Regions from separate parts of the Mus musculus genome. Here region 2 is linked to region 1. Evidence: chromatin contacts called from public ChIA-PET data. All regions are on one chromosome and are shown on one strand. The core of a region is the stretch at or near the end of the contact, and the rest is flanking DNA. Distances in the headings are between cores, read along the strand shown. Region 1 holds the start of Mthfd1 (methylenetetrahydrofolate dehydrogenase (NADP+ dependent), methenyltetrahydrofolate cyclohydrolase, formyltetrahydrofolate synthase). Region 2 overlaps Mthfd1 (methylenetetrahydrofolate dehydrogenase (NADP+ dependent), methenyltetrahydrofolate cyclohydrolase, formyltetrahydrofolate synthase).

What was found. ChIA-PET counts read pairs in DNA pulled down with a chosen protein or histone mark.
Region 2: an RNA polymerase II ChIA-PET map of effector CD8 T cells shows a contact between it and region 1, with 138 read pairs. The contact joins the enhancer-like site here to the promoter of Mthfd1 in region 1. A contact is called at or near these places in 3 of 39 promoter capture datasets (embryonic stem cells, liver and macrophages), 2 of 15 datasets of contacts at CTCF or cohesin (CD8 T cells and stem cell-derived epiblast-like cells), 13 of 484 Hi-C or Micro-C datasets (the G1E-ER4 cell line, the HL-1 cell line, Sertoli cells and 7 more), 9 of 115 datasets of contacts at active chromatin or transcription factors (the HPC-7 cell line, the SCID.adh cell line, effector CD8 T cells and 5 more) and 4 of 9 other capture datasets (adipose tissue, embryonic stem cells, liver and 1 more).

The regions. Positions count from the first base shown.
Region 1 is chr12:76,251,181-76,258,358 of GRCm38.p6, forward strand. Mthfd1 (methylenetetrahydrofolate dehydrogenase (NADP+ dependent), methenyltetrahydrofolate cyclohydrolase, formyltetrahydrofolate synthase) reads left to right here and starts at 4,052. Exons shown (of 28, transcript NM_138745.2): 1 at 4,052-4,364. The coding sequence starts at 4,324.
Region 2 is chr12:76,305,371-76,312,548 of GRCm38.p6, forward strand. Mthfd1 (methylenetetrahydrofolate dehydrogenase (NADP+ dependent), methenyltetrahydrofolate cyclohydrolase, formyltetrahydrofolate synthase) reads left to right here. Exons shown (of 28, transcript NM_138745.2): 22 at 1,852-1,893; 23 at 5,539-5,639; 24 at 6,436-6,613. Gm40443 (a long non-coding RNA gene) reads right to left here. Exons shown (of 3, transcript XR_001780628.2): 3 at 4,471-7,178. Among named protein-coding and RNA genes, the nearest start is that of Gm40443, 14 kb to the right of the region's middle. Within about 2 kb of position 2,796, at least 135 of the 459 cell types and tissues checked have an H3K27ac peak or open chromatin away from gene starts, as enhancers often do. A contact at or near this core is called in CD8 T cells, the HPC-7 cell line, Sertoli cells and 7 more, where this site is marked.

The sequences.
Region 1 (7,178 bases), core at 2,802-5,301:
CTGCCTCTGCCTCCCTGGTGCATACTACTCTGCCCGACTGTGGTGGATTGAAAGCCCTCCAAGCTCAGATGGTTGGATACTTTGTTTCCCAGTGAGTGGAAGATTAGGAAGTATTGTTGAAGAAGGTATGTCCCTGGGAGAAGGCTTTGAGGTTTTAAAGCCTTTTGCCTTTTCCTGTGAATTATCTGCTTCCTGTTAGGGGTTTGACATGTGAGCTCATCACTGCTGCTCTCATGCTTCCTGTGATAGTGATGGACCCTCTGGAACCATAAGCCCCAAATAAAACCTTCTTTCTATAAATTGCTTTGGTCATAGTGTTTTATCACAGTAACAGAAAAGTTACTAACACACTGGCTCATCTGACTTTTTTTTTTAATAGCATGTCTTTGGGCTAGGGGTGTCACTTAGCAACCAGTGTAACATTTGCCCACCGAGTACAAGATCTTAGCTTTTGTCCCTAGCGCAGAAAAATAAATAAATAATAACATGGCTATTCTTTCATCTCTAAAATTACATATTTAATCGATGTTTGTATCCTCCACCAGAATATAATTTACTGTGATGCTCAGCTCTCTCAGGTGCTGTCAGCATTTGGAGCAGAATTATTGTCAGGAAATGGCTGTTCAACAGTTACTTGCTCGATGAATGAATTTTACAGGTTATACAGAGCTGAAAACCAGTCTGCTTAGAGGGCAGAGGCAATACCTTAGGGATGAGGCATCAAGGTTCGGGGCCTAACCTAGTCATAGCTTTGTGCCTTGGGCTTATGGGCTTAAGACCATTTCCCTACCTGTTAAATGAGGCTTGGGCCTCTTTCTCACCAACAAAGTAGCTAAATTAGTGAAAATCTTCTTTGAAATCCAATATTCAGAAACACTAACTGCAATCTATGAACCATTTTCTTGCATTTAAAAATCCCTGGGGACTGGAGAGATGGCTCAGCGGTTGAGAGCACTGACTGCTCTTCCAGAGGTCCTGAGTTCAAATCCCAGCAACCACATGGTGGCTCACAACCACCCATAATGAGATCTGACACCCTCTTCTGGAGTGTCTGAAGCCAGCTACAGTGTACTTACATATAATAAATAAATAAATATTTAAAGATAAAAGGGAAAGAAGAAAAGAAACCTTATTTGTGTATGTATAATTTGTGTGTGCAGGAGCCATGGATGTCAGAAGAGGAAGTTGGGTGGCCTAGAACTGGAGTTGTAGGTGGTTATAGTCTGCTGTGTGGGTGCTGGGAACCAAGCCTGGGTCTTCTTCAAAAGCACCAAAAGCTCTTAACCACTGAGCCAGAACTACTTTCTCTCTTTTTCTTTGCTTTAATGCCAGCACTCAGGAGGCAGAAACAGGCAGATCTCTGTGAGTTCCAGGCCAGTTTGGTCTACAGATCAAGTTCCAGGACAGCCAAGGCTACACAGAGAAACCTTGTCTTTAAAAAAGCCCCCCCCCAAGAATAGTAAAGGAGGGGCTGGAGCTGTAGTTTATTAGTAGAACTCATGTTTAACCATAGTAGAAGCCCTGGGTTGGATACCCCCCCCCAAAAAAAACCCCAACCAACAATGAAGACAGTGTCAATTTTCTAATTATATCATGGTGACAGTTACACAGCTCTGTAAATGTAAACATTGTAAACTAAAAACCATACACTTGCATTCTTTAAAATGGGAAAATGTTTCTTTCAGTCTACATATTAGACTTGAGTTAAACTGCTAATGAAATAAAACAGAGATTATCTAACTATATATGGATGTAATGTAAAACAATCCCAGATTTCAGGCAAAAGTCACAAACTAAAATACACACATTAGTACAGGAAAAAAAAAAAGCCCAACAACAACAAATTCAGTGCAAACTGTGCCCTGGCATGGGGGAACTTAGCTGCTGGTAGAAGCCCCTTGCCTAGCTAGCATGCCAGGCCCTGGGTTAATTCCTAGGGCAGAAAGGTTGGGGTGGGGGGTGGGGGATGGGAAGTGGGGGTGGGGGCAGCCACATGTCCTGCCATTGGTTGAAACAAGCCACTCTAACAATGGTTGCTAAATCCATAGCCATGTGGTGATGTTCTAAGGAAGGACTTATCTGTAGAACAATGTGGGGAAACTGTAGCCAGACAACGGTAATGTTGGGAAGGAGCCAAAGAAACTTATTCTAAAAACTAACATTTTGTTTACAGATTAGCATTTATAGGGAAAAACTAAATCCAATGTACCAGGCCCTAGGGCAGCTTGGGACTTCCCTATAGCTGAACAGCTTCTGCTGTGAACAGCTGTCTGAATCCAGACATCTCAGGGACAGCTTGTAAGGAGGCAGTTGTCTGAATCCAGCCATCTCAAGGACAACTTCTCCATCTTGTTGGCAGGGTCAAACAACCTAGGAGCGAACACCTACCCCACTTCTCCAAATGTTTTCTTAACTGTCTGTTAACAGGTAAAGAATATAGAAATTGCTGTTTTTCTAAACCAAGGTACATATGTTATAAAAATATATAACCAATCACCTGTCCTGCTCTAGTTAACTACATGCAGCTGATCAGCTCCTTTGTCCCCTTATCACTCTGAGCTCCAGACCTAAAGTTCAGGAGAATGAATTAAGGACCTTGAAGTCAGGTCCCTTGGATTCACCCAGTCTCCAGCGGGTACTCCCTTGCTTAAGCCAAAATGTCAACCAAAATACAATTGGATAACACTGCAGCTCACCCCAGCTCACCCCAGCTCACTTCTCACTTTGTGTTCCCATCCTTTTAAAATGTTGTACAGTATCCTTCCTGGGACATGTTTCAGGTCCTGAACTGGCTGCCTTCCTGAGCGCTCAGAGAATAAAGCTTTCATTTTTAAGCTTCCTGAGTCTGAAATAAGTTTTCTCGGCTTGTACCTCGAACCCAACAGTAAGAATCCAGCCCAGTTCCAGCGGCAGAAAAAGCAAAGTCAAGGCAGTGGCTCTGATGTATTCCTCTACCACCAGGCTCCCGAGGACATGGCCAAACTCATTTCTGCACCAGGGCAAATGGGGAGGGATGCCAGCCTTGCTGGCATCTAGCTGATGAACAAAGTAGTCTCTGCTTCAATACTGATTTGGTCCGCTGAGACCAGAGGATCACTCGTCCTGAACTCTGCTCCCTTCACGCTGATGAAGCCCCACGCTTCTGCTCTGAGGTCCCTCTTAGCTGCTGGGCTGAGCCTGCTTTTGGGCTTCAACCCTGGGAGGATAGCAGGTTTTAGTTATGGAAGGCTGGGTTCAGTAGTAGCGAACTTGTCTCTATGTCAAGGCTGTGGATTGATCGTCCCTGCTGTTACTAGAATTGCGAGCCAGACCCTGGGCTCTGAGAATCTAATAAACCAGGTTAGTCACCATCCTTAATAAGTCGATTAAACAAGTAATGGTAAGATATAGAAAAAGGAGATTTATTCAATACGGCCACATTGGGAAGAGGGACAAAGAGAAGTCTTATCTTCTGAGTTCTAATATGAAACTGAGGTTTAAGTAAAGAGTCAGACTTGATATAGAGTTGAACAGTGAAGGTCGAGGTGTGGACCTGTCCATTACTGTCTTGGCTTCAGTCCTGCAAGGTGATCTCTGAAATCTCTTTCCCCGGAAACAAATTTCTACTCTGGCTGGTGGAAAAGCAATTCCCTGGAGTGCTTCCTCCGCAGATGGCTAACCAGAGGGACACAATTGCCTCGTTAAGGATAGCCTCACTCTTGCTAGGAGGGTAACAGAGAGGCAGTTATCCCAGGTGTTCCCCACCACACTCTGAAAGCTAGGGCCTATGACAACGTGGAAAGCCGCATTGCCTGCTCCAGGTCAGTAGCCGGAATCAGCTTAAGGCCTCCAAGATCCTGCCCGGAGAAGCCAGTACGATCCAAAATCACACTGCTTTGCAGGACTCTGTCGCCGCAACCTAGGTCACGCAAACTTGCTCAGACAGGCCCATTCCTGCCCGGACTCCGCCCAGTTCCACCGCGCCCCCTACACACTATCTCTGATTGGCTAAAAGCGAGGCGGGAAGCTCCCGGCTCATCAGAGGCGGGCTCCACACAGGCTCTTTCCGCAGCCAGTCATTGCCGCCAACCAGTCTTTGGTGACAACCCTCTTGCTGCCTGGGCCCACCGGCTCCCGCAGACGCTCCTGGGCCTCCTCTGTCAGCGGGTCACGACGTCTTTCCGGGTCGCCTGCGCACCTTCGCTGCTGAGCGCGACGCAGGCGCACTAGCTGATTTCTCCCGGGAGGTCCCTGAGCACGTGGGTTGTGCTGTCCTGCGCGCGCGGAGCGACTGGAACCTGATTTTTGCTGGTGTTCACCGTGGGTGGCAGACTAGCAAAGGCCATGGCACCAGCGGGAATCCTGAACGGGAAACTGGTTTCTGCGTAAGTACTTGCCAGTGATAGTGGTGGTGGGCTCAGAGCAGGGCGTGCAGATCCCCAAGCGCCTGGGCTCTGCAGGAGAGGTGCTTAGATGGGGTTTGCGGGAAGAGAGGACATCGACACGGGCTCCTAGAATCTGAAGACTGGTTTCCTGAAGCCAGAGAAACACATGCCCGGCCCAATGTGCAATTGCAATAGACTGCCTGGGGTGGCTGCATTCCTAGGTTTGGCGGCAAGTCCTGACCTGACCTTGTTCTCAAAAGTGTAGCTGCTGGCATCATTCTGCCTAGACACGGGCTACCTGAGGAGTCCAACCTCAGAAACCCAGCATAGCCGCTTGTCTGGCAATTTGGTGGTGATTCGGTTGTGGCAAGATTTGACACGGGTGATTGGTCAAATCAGAGAGAGGGTCTCTTTCTAATTTTTTGTTTGTTTGTTTTCTGACAAAGGGTCTCTCCACGGAGCCCTGGCTGTCCTGCAACTTACTCTGTAGACCATGCTGATCTTGAACTCACAGAGATCCCCTCCTGCCTCTGCCTCCTGAGTGCTGGGATTAATGGCTTGGGCTACCACACCTGGCCTAGAGGGTTTCCTCTAATTCAGCGCATTCCTCATTACACCAAATGCTGTCTTTTTTTCTCTTTCACCCCGCCGGCTTCACTTCCAAGGTATCGCACAGGCAAGGCAAGCGCCGCACCACTCAGCTACTACGCCAGCGCTCGCTTGCTCTACCCTTTAACAGCCTACCTATCCGTCCTGGCGCTAAAGTTACTTTTCAGTTTGGCTCTTGTGTGCTGACCCTATTCCATATTCCGTCAGACCACCTGTTCTGGCCGTGCAGATTTAAATGCTTAACTAGTGGGAATGTTTGCCAAGTGTCGTCCCAGAGAGTAGCACCCTTTTGCTGTTTGGGAGAGAGGGCTGGGAATTGAGCCCCTAAGTGTGGAGCCCGAAAGTGTGCATAACATCTGGGCTACATTCCTTGCTTTTTGTTTAGGGAGTGAGTGTTGGGGACTGCTGAGGAGAGAGAAAGGTCTGTTTTTGTGAACTTGCTGAAGGTTGCTTTTCCGACATTAGGTATCTGGTTATTTATTAACTGCTGGGGCTAGCAGTAAGTGTCCAGTAAACACTTGGTTTTGTCACAAGAGACCTTGAGAGAATGATGGTGAAGCCTACTCTAGAGTAAAGAGAGCTTTTGTTGAAGATTGCGAAAAAAGAGGAAAAATATAAATTAAATGGTGAATCTTGCACTAAGGCAAGGAAGAACTCCAGATTTTTGGACTAGAAATCATAATATATACAAGTTCTTTTCTTTCTTTCTTTCTTTTTTTTTTTTTCCTTTTTCTTTTTTTAAAAGACAGGGTCTTAGGTAACCCAGGCTTGCCTCAAACTCAAATGTATCTGATTCTGGCTTTGAACTGCTGATTCAGTGCTTGCTTATACTTCCAAGGGCTGAGATCACAGGTCTGGACCACTACATCAGACTTTTGTTTGTTTGCTTGTTTTTCAAGCCAGGGTTTCTCTGTGTATCCCTGGCTGTCCTAGAACTCACACTGTAGACCAGGTTGACCTCAAAGAGATCTACTTGCCTCTGCCTCCTGAGTGTTGGGATTAAAGACATATATCACCATGCCTGCTTTTTTCCCCTTTCTTAAACCTTAATGTGGTGGCTGGAGAGGTGGCTCAGGGATTAAGGAGAGCACATCTTGTTCTTCCAGATAACTCAGTTCAGTTCTTAGCACCCTGTTCAGACCATTCACAACTGCCTGTAACTCCAGCTCCAAGGGAAAGATGCCTTCTGGGTACCCACGGACAGGCATGGCATACACTTATACACATACACATGCACAGAAATAATGTTTTTTAAAAAAAACTTACTAAGTATATTTTAGGTTAGTCACATATTATGGGATGCATATAGGTAGTAATAATGTATATGGTTACTAAAGTGACAAATGTAAATTATAAGACTTGCTAAGATGAACTTACTGGGCACAATCCTGGATACAGTAGTCTTTGATTACCCACAGTCCTCTGTTCTACCCACTCTTCCATATCTCCCACTTTGTATTCTTTGGGAAAAGTCTGGTTTCTTGCCATGCCCCGTCTTATTTCTAGCTGTGTGCTTGGATTTAACTTCCCAATGAATGCAATTATGTAGCATTTTTCTTGCAATGTCAGGGTTGTTTTTCAGCATAGTGTCTTCTGGTTCTGTCCATGTGACAGATCTCCTTTTTTAAGGAGTAATAATTTACAGTATGTCTAATTCTCTTTCTCTATTTGTCTGTTGAAGCCATGGCTATTCAGTGATAGAGGAACTGGCACCTGCAATGCCCTGGCTTCAAAAGACTCTGTAATGTCATAAGAGCAACCATTAATAAGGTCACAACCTAGATGGGTTGGTCCCATATTTTAGCTCTTGTGAATAATGCTACAATTGTTATTAGTGAACAGATTTCTTTACAAGGTTATAATTTAATTTTCTTTGGTTACTTATCCAGGAAAGGGATTGTTAGTTCTGGTAATTGTATTTTGTTTTTAATTTTTTTTTAAAGATTTATTTATTATTATATGTAAGTACACTGTAGCTGTCTTCAGACACACCAGAAGAGGGAGTCAGATCTTGTTACGGATGGTTGTGAGCCACCATGTGGTTGCTGGGATTTGAACTCTGGACCTTTGGAAGAGCAGTCGGGTGCTCTTACCCACTGAGCCATCTCACCAGCCCCTTGTTTTTAATTTTTAAAACCTGATTTGATTTTTAAAATTTTAAGTGGATACAGAGTCTGTACATATTCATAGGATACTTTGTAACAT
Region 2 (7,178 bases), core at 1,546-4,045, 53 kb after region 1:
TCTGAGAAGGCTTGTACCTATTCGAACTACCAGCTTACGCTGGGGAGTGAAGCCGCAGCTTTGCATATGTCTGACAAAATTTTACTACCAGGCCTTTACAGCCTCTTTGTACACTTAAAAATTATTGAAGGCCTAAGAAAAAACTTTTATTTATATGCATTATAGCTATTAATATTTAATATATTTGAAATTGGAACTGAGTTACATGTTGACATAAAAAGCACTTTAAATGAAAAGCTATTATATTTTCTGAGACAAAATATAGGCACTGTCCACTCTTCCTGTCTCTTCTATGTCTGGTTCACTAGAAACGGTAGGTTCTCTTTGGAGAGATTGTTGTCCACTCAGTGAGAAAGTGAAGGCTCCTTTAGGGAAATAGTTTTGGCCTTGGGCCCCCTGAGCATACCATGTGAAGGCACTTTCCTAACCCTCACCATGACCTCTGGTAGTCCTTAGCCGTGTTGCCCCTGACTAGACTTTGCCAACCTAGGACACCCCTTTCTGCGAGGAATGCTGTATTCTTCTGATCCTACCCAGCATTCCTGTCTCAGATAGACTTCAGTCACCATCCTCACACCGTGGCGTGAGCAAGGGCAGCTAAGCGAGAAACCCACAAAGCCTTAAACTCCCCCAAAACACTGAAAATTGGATTTGGATTTATAAATAACTGGTTGACACTGGTTTTTTTTGTTGGTTTTGTTGTTGTTGTTGTTGTTGTTTTTTTTTAATATCAATTAGGGCCAAGCACAAGCCTGTGGAAGGGGTTAGATAGGCAGTCATAAAAAAAGGGGGGGCTTTTTTTTTTAACTCTTGAGTGTGAACTGTATAGGAGACAATATTATGTTGCAAAGTCAAAAGGTTGGACCTGCCAGGGAGTCTGAGCCCCTACCCTGGCAGTCCTGAAAGGAGGCTTTGCCTGTCCAGCGCTGCCCTGGAGCCAGACGTGTGGGAAGTTACGTGGACGGACACTGCTTCCTGTTTCTCTTCCACGTGGCCCTTCAAGAGTCACAACCCCATAGACTGGACATGCAGACCTCAGTCTTCCTGGAGAGTAGAAGACCCAGCTAGACGCTTTTTAATCACCATGTTGCCTACAGTGACCACTAAGTCAACCTTGAGCCATTTGGTGTACCATACAGTAGGGTTGAGCCAGCTCCCTAGATCAGGACCCAGGCCCTTCCTCCTAGCGACACAATGGGCTAACTGCTTTAGAGTTTATATACCTCTGAGTCTGCTCTACCTCAGAGGAAGAAAGTCTGCCGTTGTGCCCCCAGCCCCTTTTCTTGGGCTCAGGCTGCCCTCTAACTGCTACGTTGATGAGGAGCTTGTAGTGATTCCTGCTTCCATCTTCTGAGTGGTAGGGGGTCCAGGCACACACTGGCTCTTGTTTTCCCCCTCTTCATTATTCCGACATCACAGCCCACCCACCACCCCACCTTCTGCCAAGGCACGAGCAACCACGCTCCTTACAGGCCTGACCTTAGACATCAGTAGTGACTTTCAGGGTTGGTGGCTGTCTTTTTTCCCCCCCATGCTCACCCTTACTTCCATTCCACTGGTGTGTGCTTCATTCCCTGGGATCAGTGTTCTGCCACAGCATATTTCTGTCTACCTTGGCATTCATCCATCTGTGCCATACCCTACCCCCACCCAATCTCGCATCACAAAGAAACACCTGACTGCTCGAAGCTCTACAGTCTCACATTCCAAGCCTGTTGAGCAGGAAACAGCTTCACACTGCTGCCCATTACTCTTTGGGGAGTGCAGCCACTTGCCTGTCAGTGTACTGAGCACCACTTTAGTGCCAACAGTGAGTAGGAAACGTGGCTGACTTTCTATCCTATCTTCTAGGTCACCGCTGGACTGCCTCTTCCCAAGGCTTACACAGAAGAGGTAACTACAATTATTTCCGATCAGTTGTCCTAGGAAACCGCATCCAAAATCGGCATGTCTTAATCTGGAAGGCAAAAGGTGGGGAGGTCCTTGGGGTGTTGAGGACAAAGCCTGCAGTGCCCTGGGAATCACATTAAGGAAATAGCAGTGACTAAATTTGGCAGTTTGCTCCTGGGGAACAAAGCTGTATCTAGAAGCTTTATGTTGCTATTCGTTAGAGATGGGGATCTCGTTAAGTAGTCTAGGCTGGCCTTGAACTCCAGTGTTATGATTAGAGCATGCACCTCATACCTACCTAGAGAGAGTCATTTCTGCTTGTTACAACTACTTCCAAAAGTGTTACTGGCATCTGATAGGTAAAAGACAGAGATGGTTGTTAAACTGCTGTGGTGTGTAAGACACCCCACCCCAGTAATAAAAATGACAGTAATGCTGGAGTTACGAAGCCCTGCTCTAGACTGTCACGCAGAAGTCATAAATGCCACTTAAATCAAGCAAGAAGAGAGCTTTAGAAATAACCTTTCCTTCTGCAAATTCAAACCTAAATCAAAGACCTGAGATAGAGCCAGTAAATGTCCTGGTTGAGTTTGGAGGCACGTCTTCTGTACATGGATTCGGTCTATTGGGCAGGAGCTCAAAGAACAGTTCTGAGCTCTTTTTTTTCTTCTTCTTCATACTGATATCATTTACCATCAAAGAAATATCCCTAGGGCCACTGTGAGTGATTACATAACCGATGGGCCTTTGATTAGATGCAGGGTCAGCTGCTGTCACTGTTGATTCAATTTCTCTGTCCTGGAGGGAAGCTCTTACGTTATCAGGCAGTGCACGGTCGGTGTACGGCCCCCAGATGAAGTTTGCAAAATTGACTGGAAAAAAAGATGGTTGGTGCCTTGAGTCTGCCTGTCTTCTGAGCTGTGATTTGCCTTTTATGGTCATCTGTGTGAGTCAGGCGTAGGAGGGGAATTCACAGCTCTGGCCCTCCTGCTACCCCACAGCCTTTCCTGTGTCTAATTACAGTGACTGCCCCGAACTGGCCCAGCTGGTGTCTTCATTTAAGAAATTCGGCTTATTTAAAACTGTTCTCAGTCGGTCTTATATATTGTTTTTTTTTTTTTTTATGTGACTAGAGGTAAAAAACAAGAGTGTGCTTTAAATCGTCAGATTAATCTTGATCTCAGATTACAATGAAAGGGCCTCACAAGCTGCTTGATAGCTTAGTTGGTAGTATGATTGTACTTCATGCACGCACGAAGCTTTGGGCTTACTCCCTACTACTGAGCAAGGCCAGGCAAGCCAGGGCCTTAGTGTCAGTGTTGGCACCCTTGGAAAGAGGAAGGAGTGGGACCAAAATCCTTGACTTTATAGCAGGTCTAAGGCGGGCCTGGGCGACATGAGGCCCCATGCCCATCCATCCATTCATCTAGATCTACATAGATAGTTAAATTTTGGGGGACATACCTAGTGGAAGGAGAGAGCCAGCCCCTGCAAACTGACCTTTGATTGTCACACTCATACCATGGTACAAGCCACCGTGGGGGGCATACACAAATGAGTATAATTTTGAAAATAACAAATAGCCATGCTTGGTGGCACGTGCCTTTCATCCAAGTACTTGGGAGGCAGATCTCTGTGAGTTCAAGGCCAGCCTGGTCTACATCGTGAGTTTCAGGACAGTCAGAGCTACAGAGTAAAAAAAAACAAAAACCAGAAGGAAGAAAGTCTTTAAAGTATGTTTCAAGACAAAAATGGTGGCATACTCCTATAATCCCCACATTTAAGAGGATGAGGCAGGAGGATCACAAGAGCCCAGAAAATATAGTAAGGTCCTGTCAGGAAATAAGTAGGTAGTGGTTAAGAGCACTGGCTTCTCTTCCAGAGGACCCGACTTTGATTCCAGGTACCCACATAGTGGGTCACAACCATCTGTCACTCCAGTCCCAGAGAGGAGCCAACCCCCTCCTCTGGCTTCCAGGGACACTGCATACACATGGTGCACAAACATGCAGGCAAACACCTATATATACAAAATAATTACATTTTTTAAAAAAGCTTTTATTTTTAAGAATTAAATAAATACGGCTCAGTGGTTAAGCACAGTGGCTGCTCTTCCACGGGGCCTGAGTTCATTTTCCAGCACCCACATGGCAGCTCACAGCCATCTGTAACTCTGGTTCCAGGGTATCTGGCAGCCTCTCACAGACATGCAGAACACCAGTACACATAAAGAATAGATAGACAGATAGATAGATAGATAGATAGATAGATAGATAGATAAACAAGTAAGTAGATGGTTTTTAAAATTAAATAAGTAATATTTCTCATATGAATGAGACTATCAGTACATTGCCCAGAACAAACTCTTACTCAAGATTGATCTATGTGTAGGAAGGTTTTGCCTACTTTGGCATCCTTTGGCCCTCCTTTGCTTCATGTTGTCATGTGCTAGGGTCATGGGCATGTGCCACCACAGCTGGCATATGTGCGGAGAGTCAAACTGAGGACTTCATGCGTCTAAGCAAGCACTCTGCCAACTCAGCTATAGCCTCAGCCCCTAATAATCATTTTTACGCTGGGTTTTTTTTTTTAAAACCTCTATGTTTTGTATGTGTACATGGGAAGTACTTCATGTATGCATGCATATCATACCCATGTCTGGCTCCCTCAGAGGCAGAAGAGGACATCGGATCTCCAGGAACTGGAATTTTAGGTGGTTGTCTTAGAGCCCCTTGTAAGAACAGTCAGTGCCTCAACTGCTGAGCCATCTCTCCAGCCCTGGCTTTTCTTTTAAGCTTATTTTTATTCACGTGTCTCCGTGTGCAGGCGCGTGCATAGGGTGGAGGTTGGGAGTGTCTGAAGAGACCAGAAGAGGATGAGCCATAGCGCTGGGGTTACAGGCTGATGTGAGTTGCCTGACTTGGGTACTGGATCCAAACTCATTTCCTGTGGAAGAGCAGGAAGTATATACTTAAGCACTGAGTTATCAGTCCTGCCCAGGCCCCGGGTTGTCCAAATAGCATTTCCTTATTTTATTAGCCTTGGGAAGGCTCCTGGTTAAGTTCCTTAAATCCTCTGAAACTTCACTGACTTATTGCTTGACAGTCTTTATGGCTGGTGGGGCCTGTGCTGGGCTCTGCCCTGATCAAATGGCTCCCACTGAGAAAAGTCTTGTTGGTTTGTAGCACACCTTGGGAGTTAATCTGTGTAAATACACAAGCTGTGAATGTCTTTAAGTAGAGGCATCAGACTCATCCCCTTCAAAGAACTAAGAGGCCATTGCGTGTTTTCAAGGCGTAGGGAGGTAGCACAGCTTCAATCGAGTGCTGTAGACAGGGGTCGCTTCTCTTCCACCAGTAGCATGTGGGAAGTGCATCACTGGCCCTCATAGTGGCCACCACCATCTTGCCCTTCTTCCAGCTCCAAGACACACCTTCCTTTTTTTTCTTGTTATCTTATTTGAGACAAGAATTTACTGTGTACCCAGGCTAATCTCAACTTGTCTATCCTCCAGCCTCTGCCTGCTGAATGCTGGGATTACAGGCGTGCCCCAGGGACAGTGGCAGTGTCTCTGTCTTAAATAGAGGCAGCAGCTGTTTTCAGGTCAGCGTGTTTTGACCTTACAGGCCATTTGCTGTTGTTTGACAGGACCTGGACCTGGTTGAAAAGGGCTTCAGTAACTTGAGGAAACAAATCGAAAATGCTAGAATGTTTGGAGTCCCTGTCGTCGTGGCTGTGAACGTGTTCAAGTAAGTGTGAAATATAGAGAGGAGGAATGTCGGAAATGCCAGGAAATAGCTCCTGTAGCAAGCGCAGTGCCGCCTTTAGCTCCGAGTAGTTCTCCACTTACTGCTGTTGGTTATTGCTTGTGGTCTAGCTTGTGATGTGACAGGCACCATGTGTATCACAGCAGACACACGTTAGCTACCTCACCACTGAGGTCCAAAAGTCAGAATTGCTCCTGAGGGCCCTCTTCTCTACTGAGCAACTCGGAGAACACATAGGCTTGACAAGAAATGTTCTTTTCGGGTGTTCCCAGGCCTTTTGTGCTTACAGGAGAGCACAGGCTGCAGAATATCTTTATTTCTCCAGGTCAGGTGGGACGCTCTGTTGAGAGAGTTGAATGCATTGAGCTAGAAGTGTTCGCGCAAGAGCTGTGTGGGTGGCTTGGCACTTTAGCACTGTTTAGGGTTTTGCAATAATGCCCTCACCGCAGTGCGATGGGAAGCAGCAATTTTTAAAGCTAGTATTTACTGATTCCCAGTGGTGTGCCGGGATTGTTCCACATGCTTTAAACATATTCCTGTCTAAGCCTCATGGCATCCCTGGGCAGCGCTGCTGTGAAGTTTTCCATTTTTTCCTTGTGGAGCCAAATAAGTACAGATAAAGTAACTGGCCAAAGGTCATAGAGCTGAGCTAGAAGCGGGCAGGACTGAGTGGTGTCCTTTTCTCAGGCGGTATTCCTCGTGGGCTTTAGTGGCATAAGCAAGGCATACTCTCCCCTCCAGCCACCTTCATTCTTTAACGTGAAGCCCTCCTGTGCAGGACAGATACAGATGCTGAGCTGGACCTTGTCAGCCGCCTCTCCAGAGAACACGGGGCTTTTGATGCTGTCAAGTGCACCCACTGGGCAGAAGGGGGCCAGGGGGCCTTGGCCCTGGCTCAGGCTGTCCAGAGAGCGTCACAGGCCCCCAGCAGCTTCCAGCTCCTCTATGACCTCAAGGTAGGTTTGCTTGTTCTGTGCAAAATGCCGCAAGTGTGGAGCTTGTGTGCAGCTACGGGTAGCCTTACGCACGGGTCTGATTCCCTCACAGGTGAGTCACCCGCAACCACAGCCTGGACCCTGAGCTCAAGGCATCTGTCTTACAAACACAGATGACCTCATACCCTAACTTTGTAAAGCTTATAATATATACACCCCTTTGTGGGTGGAGCCAACCATGTAAGTCACTCCATTGACGCCTTTCACTACTGCATCAGCCACGTAGTAAGACATTGACAAGGAGCCAGCTATATATGGCTGGAAATTTTTCGTAACACTTCCTGGTATTGTGTTGCCTCAGGTTCAGAGAAACACCAGCACCCTAAACCAAAGTGCTTCCACAGGCTTCGTCAGAGTCTCCATAACTGAGTCAGGGGACTCGCATCTGGCCTTGCAGAAGCAGTTTGTCCCATGGCACATTGCAGTTAGCTCAGAGAATGCCATTATTAATATGGGGTTGCATTTCAGGATGTGATAGGGTGTGAGCCTGTCAACAGAAATTAGAAACTTTGTTAACCATAGTGTA